Linked DNA regions of Mus musculus: region 2 is linked to region 1. Evidence: chromatin contacts called from public Hi-C data. All regions are on one chromosome and are shown on one strand. The core of a region is the stretch at or near the end of the contact, and the rest is flanking DNA. Distances in the headings are between cores, read along the strand shown.

Region 1 (4,741 bases), core at 502-3,001:
AGCATCCCAAGTTCCACCTTTCCAAACCCCAGTGGGTGTCAGCCTTGGTCAAACTGCAGAGCTCTGTCTGGGTCTCTCCTAGTGCTGCCTTCCCCAGCTATGTGGGTCTGTTCATGGCTCTGCATCCTGCCCCTGCTGCCATCTTTGATCTGGGACCAGCCTATTCCGTGTTCTGTGCTGTCAAAAGTGATATGCAGAGTGCCCCCATTATGCAGATTGCTTAATAAACGAGTAGATGTCCGAATTAACTGAAGGGCCTGATGATAATGGGCAGATCCATCAGCCTCCCCGGCAGGGTTAAGTTTTAAATAAGGGCCTGGGGCATTATGGACACTCCATCCACACTCAATTACTTCTTGTATATCTGCTTTATCTACTCTGTTCATCATGCCAGTGAGGCTACAGTATCTGTCCAGTTGATTCTGGGGGTGTGTGATATACCTGGAGTTTGGGGCAAAAGCTCTGGCTCTAGCAGCTCCACAGGCTAGGCTCGGCCACTCAGTCCAGTATCCTAATTAAAGAGACAGGAGGGCTGGAGAGATGGCTCAGGGGTTAAGAGCATTGACTGCTCTTCCAGAGGTCCTGAGTTCAATTCCCAGCAACCACATGGTGGCTCACAACCATCTGTAATGGGATCCGATGCCCCCTTCTCGTGTGTCTGAAGAGAGCAATGGTGTACTCAAATACATAAAATAAATGAATAAATCTTTAAAAAATAATTAATAAAGAGAGAGAATTCTGAAAGCAATGAAGCTCTATTGGTAGAGTGCTTGCCTAGCATACAGGAAATCCTGGGTTCAATTCCTGCATTGAATAAATTGGATATGGTACAACAGGACTGTTATTTCTGAAGCTCAGAAGATGGAGGCAGGAGGGCCAAGAGTTCAAGGTCATCCTCGGCTACACAGTGAGCTGGAAGCCAGTCTGGGTTACAAGAGAACCTGTCTTAAAAAGCAAAAAGAGGTTTGGACAGCAGGCAAGGAGGAGAAACGAAGTGGCGGTCTAATGATTCCAAGTTGGTCTGGGGGTATGGATAAGAGCTTTAGACAGTAGGAAACTGAGGGCAAGAGGCATGTGTAGGTAATCCTGGTTAATGAACTGCTCCTGCCCATCACTGCCTCGGGTCTGGCCCTGAATTGTTAGATCTGTTCATTCCAGCCCTCGCCAAGGGTCCAATCTAGTTTTTTACAGGATGATCAGCCCCAGGCTGCAGCCTCTGCAGACACAATCACCCTCCCCGCTGTGGGCTGTTCATCCTGCAGGATTTCTCTTCCTGGAGTCCAAGGTGACTGACTGACTGCAGGTTTAAGACAATGGCTTTTTGTGTTTTCCGTCTTGAAGGGCTTAGAGAGACTAATGCGCCTTAGAACCTGAGTGGCCAGGGCAGTCAGAGTCTGAGCCAGCAGAAAGGAGACGGACAACAAATGAAGGCAAGGACGCCAGCTTTTCTGCTGCCTGTGAGCTCACGTTCGGAGTCAGCGCCTCTTAGCAAAGGCAGTTTCCAAATGCCTGCTTCCGTTGGAACTATCTGTGGAAAGGGTGCCATACACAGTTGGTAAACAGTACACTGGTTCGTTCGACCAGCCCCCTTGGCTTCCCACCATGGGAGCAAGAGCTTAAGTGGACGCCCATCTGAGAGTCGCCCCATCTGAGTCATTAGCCTTAAATGCAAGCTGATGTCCCCAGAGGTAAACAAGTGAAGCTGTCAGCAGAGATGCTGCGGAAGTTCTTCTGGAGGGCTGCTAGTGCCGTGTCCTTAGAACACAAGGCAGTAGAGCCAAGTCCACACACCCAACACCCAGCCCAGCTGGACTAAGTGTGCTTTGCGTCTAGACCTCACTGGGGGAAGAACAGCATTGCTCCTCTGGGGAGCTGTGATGAAGTGTTTCCAGCCTCCCTCCCAACTTGAGTATTCTAGGCATACTCCACCCTAAAGCCAAGGCTTTTCTCTGAGGGGCTTTGCTCACACTGGTCCTTCCCTAGCTCCATGCCTACCTCCCCTCTCACGCACAGACCACTAAGCTTCGCTTGGTTTCTCTGAATTCCTGAGCCATCGGCTCCGCCTTTCTTTAGGTCTATTTGTGTTTGGGCTCCTTGGTTGTTGTTTTTGAGACAGGGTCTCACTGTAGCCCAGGCAGACCTCAAATTTGCAATATAGCCAAGAACGACCTTGAACTTCTGACTCTCCTGGGCTTGCTATGCGTGCACCTCTGTGACATTTATATGGTACTAGGGATGGAACTTAAGAGACTCGTGCGTGGGTGCAAGGCAAGTGCACAGCCCACAGTGCTGCCTCTCCACGAGTCCTCTGGGCTCATTGCTATGAGTCTGCGTTCATCCCTACACTGGACGCCTTTAGCAAACAGGGTCCCAGCTGTTTCCAGAGACCCAAAAGTCGGTAGTTAACAGATGTTTGGGTGAGTGAATAAACTGGATACAAGTAATACCCAGATCCCTCTGCCACAGAGTCTGGCCAGTTTCAAAGTGCAAAGCTAGAATCTCTGAAGCGGCTGGACCAGTTTCCATCCTCTGCAACCACAGGTCCTTGGAGCGCATCAGTGTAGTCAGAGTGCACCACTGCAGTCGAAGAGCATCCATTTTCCAAGCAGCCCAAGCAAACCTGGGTCAGAGCAGGGAAATCTATGAATTCTGCTGCTCAAGGCCAAGGGGCATTACGAGAGGAAGGCACGCTGGTGGTGTCCTGAAGAAGGTAATTCTCAAGGGTGGCAGCTGACATATACATCGTCAGACACGTAATGAGGTGCTGGGTAGGTCTTGACAACAATCTGCCCGGCCATGAGACGGCCATACTCCCCTGTATCCATCCTACCTCTGCTAGATCCAAAATGGCTGCCCAGCTGGGGGAAGGGATTTCCCAGCATGCTTTCTTAGCCCCTCTCACCCAAGCGAAGAAAACAGTCAACAAGCTGACCTGAACTTTGCTTTTAAACTAGAATTTATTGGTATACAAAATCAGTTCCAGAGATAAAGTGGCACGTCTTTGCGGCTTCTATTGCACCAAGTGTTGAGGATTAAAAACACAAAAACATTTGGTTCTTAAAACAGTGCAGATAGCCAAGTACAGTACTTCAGAAAATAAAGAGTAAATGATTCAGATGAACGCACGCTGTGGAGAGAGATGGCCTGAGGGAAATGGGCTCGAGACACCAGGAAATGGTGATTCCTCACCACTACGCTCTAGAGCTAAGGCAGACTTGCTGAGTCTAAGGGTCATGATCCCATGGAGACCTCAGACACCTCTAGACTGAAGCCAGAACAAGCATAGTGCAATTAGGAAAAGAGAGAAGGCAGACACACTGGCCCTCTTCCTGGGGGGATGGGCACTCACTCCATCCATCCATCCATCCATCCATCCATCCATCCATCCATCCATCCATCCATCCATCCATCCATCCATCCATCCCTGTGACCAGGAAGGGAGCGGGGTGTGGGGTGCTGAGCCTGACTGCAGGCTCGTCTCCCTTCCCTGAGCTTAGTGCTAGTAAGGGATGCTGGTAGGGAGGCCGCTATGGAAAAAATGAGCCCCCAAGAACAGGAAGACAAGAAGAGCCCCACCTCAGCAGGGCTCAGGTTTCAACAGAGCTCTGTCAGAGGGCTGAAGAACTTCAGTGACTGCCCTGGTGCTGAAACAGGGGCCTGCAGGATGCTCATGTGCAGGCTCAGAGCCAGACCCAAAGGTTCCTCCTATGTTCGGGACGCAGCAAAGGAGCCCTGGCCTGCAGGTACGCCCCGCTTACCATAAACTCATTGTGCAAGTGTGCAACTGTATGCAGGGACAGCATCCTCCGCACGGCTACCAGCCTTCTCCAGTAACTGTGAGGAGAGTCACCATTTCAACTGACTTACTGAACTGAGACTCTAGAGAGAAACAGACTGAATGAACTGTCAGAACTTGACCTGGGACAGAGCTCTCTGAGCCCAGCCTCAAAGTGCAGGGAGTCACACATTGCGCTCCCACTTACAACAAAGGGACACTGGTTGCCTCTCTCCCTCCCTCCCTCCCTTCCTCCCCTCAGCAGAAACCACCAACTGGGCCCAGCAGTCAACTGTTAGAACCTTAGCACACACAAGGATGGTGGTGGAACAGCGGACGTGTAAGGACGTGGGGGACGTTCCTGTCAAAGTGCCTCTTGGGGCCAGGCGTGGTAACCCATGCACACCTTTGATCCTGGCGCTCACAAGAGGCAGAGGCAGGCGGATCTCTGAGTTTGAGGATAGCCTGGTCTACAGAGCGAGTTCCAGGACAGACAGGGCTACACAGAGAAACAACAACAACAACAACAAGGACGGTGCCTCTGGGTCTGGTCTGCTCGGGACAGCACTGTGTGAGCACTCCCCAACCTGAGAGAGACAACTGAAGCCCTGCACCTGACCTGGGCCTAGAGGTAAGAAGCTGATGCTGGGGCTGGAGACGGGTCCAGGAGGGCCATGAAGGCCACGGCTCTGGGAGGTGCCTCCTGGCTTTGCTCACACCCTCTGCCTGGGGATTCGGGTTTCCTCTACCCAGCTGGATGCCCGAGCTGATTGTTTCAGAGGTAAAATAAGGGCACTCTATGTTATCCTGGTAAAACCCAGGCAGACAGTAATTCCTCAGAACATGAGAGACTGGGGGGGGGGGGGAGCTCACTCTGGGCCGCAGTGCACAGGCCAAGTCCACCTGACACCACCTGGTAACCTGAGCCACTGCCTCCAGCCCTGCCACCGAAGGACATATTGCTCC
Region 2 (5,337 bases), core at 24-2,523, 340 kb after region 1:
CTAGAGAGCTAGACAGGAGCTGCGTGCAGGTTGCTAAGTTTCCTCTGGGAGAAGCACATGGAAATTCCCACTGTTGGGTCACATGTCTAGGCATCATGGGACTCTTCTAAGCCTGTCACATTGGTGTGGTTTTGATAACCTCAGGTGGGTTTGGAGACATCAGGAAATAGGGAGATGGTTCAAGTAGTTGGCTGTTCTCAGCTGCAACCTCTGTGGGACATTGGATGAGAAGGCATCAGAGAGCAGGCTGCAAGGTGCTCCGGGAGGACCTCTTGACAGCACCTGTGGACTTAGTCTGTCCTTGTCCTTCTGTCCCTCATCTCACTGCAGCGTTAGGGAACCATTGCCCGATGGCACACAGTAAGGGGGTTGTGTGCAGCAGATGTTGGCTTTCAAGTCTATCCTCCTTAGTTGATGCAGAGTGACTTGGCACCTGAAGTGACACCCCTGCTTCCTAGAGACCGTTGGCAGCCCACATGGAAAGCCTGTGTCAAGTTAGACAGGAACCAGGAAGAATGGGCCCTGGACTGCCCAGAGCGTGTCCTGGCAGAGAAGCCATGTCCTTATGCCTCGCTAAGAGTTCTGCAGTGTGAGAAGGAGGCACTGTCAAAATGGCATTGCTTCTGCATCATGCTGCTTGCTTTAAAGGGTTCGTTCTTTCTAGAGCCAAGGTAAAGCAGGGAATTATTTCTTGCACATGAGGTGGCAGGCCATTCAGGGACCTGAGCTCCTTTCTTCCTGAGAGATTACCATCTTCTAGAGACATCTGCATGATCCAAGACAGTGCTAAATGGTTCCTGGTGTGTCACATGATGTTGATTTAGTCTGTTTCAAAAGATGTCACTGACCCATCCATGACAAGTTTCAGGGACCTTCTGCCCAAGTAGATGTTGTTTTGTTTCCTCAGTAGATTTTCCATGGAAACAAATGCCACCCTGAGGATTCACTGTGTCTGGGCCACTGTCATCAGTGTGCCTCCCAGGGACAGTTATTCAGTAGAAAAATCACTTTTCATTTTATTCAACCAAAATGCGCGTTTTTCCTGAGTGACCTGACATGGAGGCTGGGTTTGCCCTTCATTCTCTCCCAAATAGCCCCCAGCACAAACTGTTCTGTGTTCCAAGGCAAAAAACAGATTCTGCTAAACAATGCTTGTTGGGTCACAAGACCATCCTGGAGGCCAGTCCTGGTCAAGTGGGACACCACAAGTCTGTGGTGAGTCAGCCCAGCCTCCAGGCGCCAGCAGCTCACCCTGTGCAGTCTGAAGTGAGTATTCACTAAACCCCTCTGGAATGTAAACTAGCTCTGCGGGCTCTGTTTATATGCAGATGCCACCAGAGTCCAGATCTGCCCAACCAGTCAGGAGAACCAGGCCCCACTTCCGCCTGGAAGTCCTAGTAGTGTGGGCTCCTGGTTCTCCCTGGAGTTAGATACACCATGTTTCAAAGGATGCCCAGACTGCATGCACTCTGAGCTTTTCAACTCCCCTCCTGTCTGTTCTGCCCATTAACTACTGACTCTGCAGCCTTCTGAGCATGCCCGAGAAGGTCCCTTGATGGTCTCTTCTGCCCAAGGCTCATCTAGTGAGACTGCCCCCCAGTGGTCATTGCAAGAAACTGTGTGCTACTGCCATCCAACAAGGTTACCCAAGATTCCCTAGTGTCTCCAAAGTTCCTCCAGAGTGGCTTCTGTGGTCATCGGCTTAGGGACACCCTGGCCCGGCTTGGGGACACCCTGGCCAGGCCATTCTGACTCAGGGGCATGTATTGGTGTCGTCAGCGGAAGCCAGACGTACTGCCAGGGCTTAGGGGCCTATCTGTCTTAGAAGGTCTGAGCTGCTTTTCCTGTGGAGAGAAGCTGCCAGTCTCATCTATCCTCAGAAGTCACTCAAGGTCAGGCTTGCTGTAGGATTGCCAAAGTAGTCACAAGACGTACCCCACTTCTGAGAAGAAAGGGCTGTGGACACATGTGAGTCCAGTGGCAGAGAGAGACTGACCAGGCGTGCTGGATAGGGCAGAGTGCCGAGTTAGGGCTGGCTTTGGGAAATCAGTCTCCTGTGATACAGGTCGGTGCCATCCCTCTGAGCTCTTCCTACACAGGGCAGTGGATTTTACAGAGTCCAGAGAAGACAGCACACAACCACATGCCTTCCCCCTGACAAGAGACAAGAGCCACAGTGATGGGGTGATGGGGCTCTAAGCCTGGTCCACGCTAAGTGAGCTGCCTGTGAGTACCGGTCACTCATTACAAGGCCCAGTCACCTCCTACTCGAGACCAGCGCTCATCCCATCTCTGTGCTGTGCTGGCCCTCAAGGCGCAGCATACGGTCTCATCATCAGCCCTTCTCTTCCTTTTAGACTGTGGAGGTGCACTGTGACCCTGCAGGGCCCCTAAGGGATGCCTCAGGTACAGACTCACACACACACACACACACACACACACACACACTCACATGTCCCTGGGAGTCCTTTGGCTATAGTAGTCCTCTGAGCTTTCTGTCCAGCTTTATCATTGCTGGGGGAGTGTGTGTGTGCAGTGTACAGCGGGGGCTTATCACAGGCCAGCGTGTGCCTGGCTCTTGGTGTGCCTGCCTTGCTCGGGAACTGATGGTGTTTACTTTGCTCATGATTTCCCCAGGAACTTTGTCTCTGTATTTAGCAGGGCAGGTTGGGCTGTGTGCAGAAGACTGGATGACACTCGGGCCCTTGTACTCTCTCCTGTGGCATTTGGTTTGCCTCTTAGTTCTCACTTAGTGGACAGTATTTTACTTGTTGCCAGGTGATTTAGGCACTTTTGTGACTTTTTTAAAGTTATGGGGAAGCTAGCAGAAGCCACCCCTCCTGCCTTGGCTGATGGACTTCAGAAGCCAGCACCCGTATCCTTTCATGCCCTCCGCTCTTGTCCCACTGCGGTTTTTTTCCTAATTGATTTTAATTTTTTTTCCCCTGCACTGTAAGCTCTGTAAAGACCAGGGACTTTGTATTCACTATTGAGCATCAAAAACAGAGCTGGTTACCTAGGCAACAATAAATAATTTTTGAATGACTAATTGAATGGGCAGAGAGCTGTGGAAGGTGCGGTGGAATGGCCTTTCTTTGGCTACTTAATTTTCATCCCATCCCATGACCACCAGTGTGGTGGGAGGGAAAGTCCAGAAAGCTGGCTTTCTGAAGGAGGGCACTTGCAAGAAGCCATTTTAGTCAAGGGCTTACAGTTTGCAGAATAAGAAGTAATTTTGGGGAAGGGCAGCCTAAGAAGATGGGTACAGGACCAAAGGTAAACTGCTGTGTCCCTGTCATGTGTTCATGCCTCAGGCCAAGTTCAGGGCCTGGCCCAAGGTTGGCACTCCATGCCCAGTTATTGACTAGTGAATCCAGAAGGGTGGTTTTATAGATAAGCAGGGCAGAGGGACCCAGCTATGCATCTGCTCTTCAGGGGAGGAAGGAAGTGTCCATTTAGGAAGCATCTCCGAGGGTATACAGGCCACAACCAGGCACAGATTGAAGTCTCACAGACATCTAGCCACAGGAAAGACCTCCTCCTCTGCTGCACCCCGTCTTCACTTGCTCCTGTGGTCTTTCTTCCTAGTGCTTTATTTATGGGGCTAGAGAGCTGGCTTAGCAATTAAGAGCACTTGTTGCTCTTCAGAAGACCTAGGTTCTAGTCCCAGAACCTGCAAGGTGACTTACAACTATCTGTAACTCCAGTTCTATGGGATCTGATGCCCTCTTCTGGCATTCATTGGCACCAGGCATGGACATAGACATACATGCAGGCAATATATTCATACACATAAAATAAATATGTATGTGTGTGTGTATGTATGTATGTATGTATGTATGCCTGCCTGCCTGTCTGCCTGTCTGCTGACTACGTAAATAACAGATTAACACAGTTTGAAGCTTCTCAGTGTGTCTTACAAGACCCAGACAATACTGTCTTCTGTTTCCTGGTGCCTGTGTAAGTCTTCCATGGTTATGAGTTCTGTATTCAGTCTTCTTAGGCTGCTGTACTAGTTTGAGGTGCACGTGCATCCATAGATAGCAGACAAGTTCATCCATACTTGTTTCTGGACCTCATGAAAGTGGGGGTGTCTCCTGGGTTGTCCACAGGGGACCCTTCCCCCCTACCCTGTTTTCTTGGTGTTCTTGATGCTGTTCCCTTCGGACCCCCAGGCTCGGTGTGACTCCTAGCGAGTGGCTCTGGTCCACTGCACTCTAATTTTAACTTTTTACGGGCTGTCAGTAGACTTTCCCATGTTGCTTCACTTACGGGAGGCATTTAGTCATTTCCTAACCTAATGAGAGTTAAACATCCTTAGCCCCAGAAAACATTTCCAGTTAGGGTGGATTGGGACAGCATAGAACCCAGTGAGATGGAGTGAGATCAGCAGGGTAGGACTGGTCTGCCAGCGCGTGCAGTCTGGCAGTCTGCAGGCAAGACCTTCTGTAGAGGCCCCTTGGGGTTGAGGAGTGGCATGCTGGGGTTTGGGGGTCTGAAGAGGCTGCCCAGAGATCAGAATGGTGCTCTTGCATGCTGGCCCTCACCATCTCCATAAGTCCCAATGTATTGGGGCTACTGTTGTAAATAAGGGTGACTTACATATGTAGACATTTTCTTCAGCATTCCGAAGAAGGTTGCTAATGACTGTTTTCAAAACCCACAAGTTTTAGGGCCCGAGTGGTCCTAGGTAAATACATGCCTGGTGTTTCTGAAGAGGGCCCTTGCTCTGACCTGGGTACTAGGAGCAAGCTCCCCTGGTCCCCCACAACTGACAAGGTTAGCTAGGCAGTTTTAGGGAAGTTGTTCTTAGGGTTGGCTGTTGAGTGGTATTGCTGACCCCTAGTCATAAGTCCTGGCAGTGTCCCTTCCTTATCCCTGTCATGACAGGCAGAAGTGTTCTCATGCGTCCTGAAACAGCAAGTCAGGTGGGGATGGTTAGTCCCACAGCGATCATCTCTAGGTGAGAAACACTAGTTCCAATGGAATCATTTAGAGTTTCCAGTCTTTGTTTCAAACTACTGTAAACTGTTAATACTCTGTAAATGCATGCTTATATGTGTACATGTGTGCATGTTCAGAGGCTGGAAGCCTTAGATGCCCTTGCACTGGAGTTGCGGCCATTTGTGAACCTCCTCACAAGGGTGCTAAGAACTGAAGCCAGGTCCTTTGCAAGAGCAGCATGCGCCCCTAACCACTGAGCCATCTCTCCAGCACCTGCCCAATCCCTTATTTGGGGGCAGGGTCTCATGTGTCTCAGGATGGTCTTGCATTCACTACATAAGTGACAATGATGGTGAACTTGTGAGCTTCTTTTCTGCCTCCCAAGTGCTAAAA

Evidence for each region. A called contact is a pair of places that touch in the nucleus more often than the background predicts.
Region 2: a contact with region 1 is called in a Hi-C map of embryonic stem cells, with 5 times the contacts expected there. The contact joins two enhancer-like sites. A contact is called at or near these places in 1 of 484 Hi-C or Micro-C datasets (embryonic stem cells) and 1 of 9 other capture datasets (adipose tissue).

The regions. Positions count from the first base shown.
Region 1 is chr4:138,888,125-138,892,865 of GRCm38.p6, forward strand. Otud3 (OTU domain containing 3) reads right to left here. Exons shown (of 8, transcript NM_028453.2): 8 at 2,939-4,741. Among named protein-coding and RNA genes, the nearest start is that of Pla2g2e, 13 kb to the left of the region's middle. Within about 2 kb of position 1,752, at least 13 of the 459 cell types and tissues checked have an H3K27ac peak or open chromatin away from gene starts, as enhancers often do. A contact at or near this core is called in embryonic stem cells, where this site is marked.
Region 2 is chr4:139,231,413-139,236,749 of GRCm38.p6, forward strand. The region is part of intron 1 of Capzb (capping protein (actin filament) muscle Z-line, beta); the gene reads left to right. Among named protein-coding and RNA genes, the nearest start is that of Capzb, 41 kb to the left of the region's middle. Within about 2 kb of position 1,274, at least 131 of the 459 cell types and tissues checked have an H3K27ac peak or open chromatin away from gene starts, as enhancers often do. A contact at or near this core is called in embryonic stem cells, where this site is marked.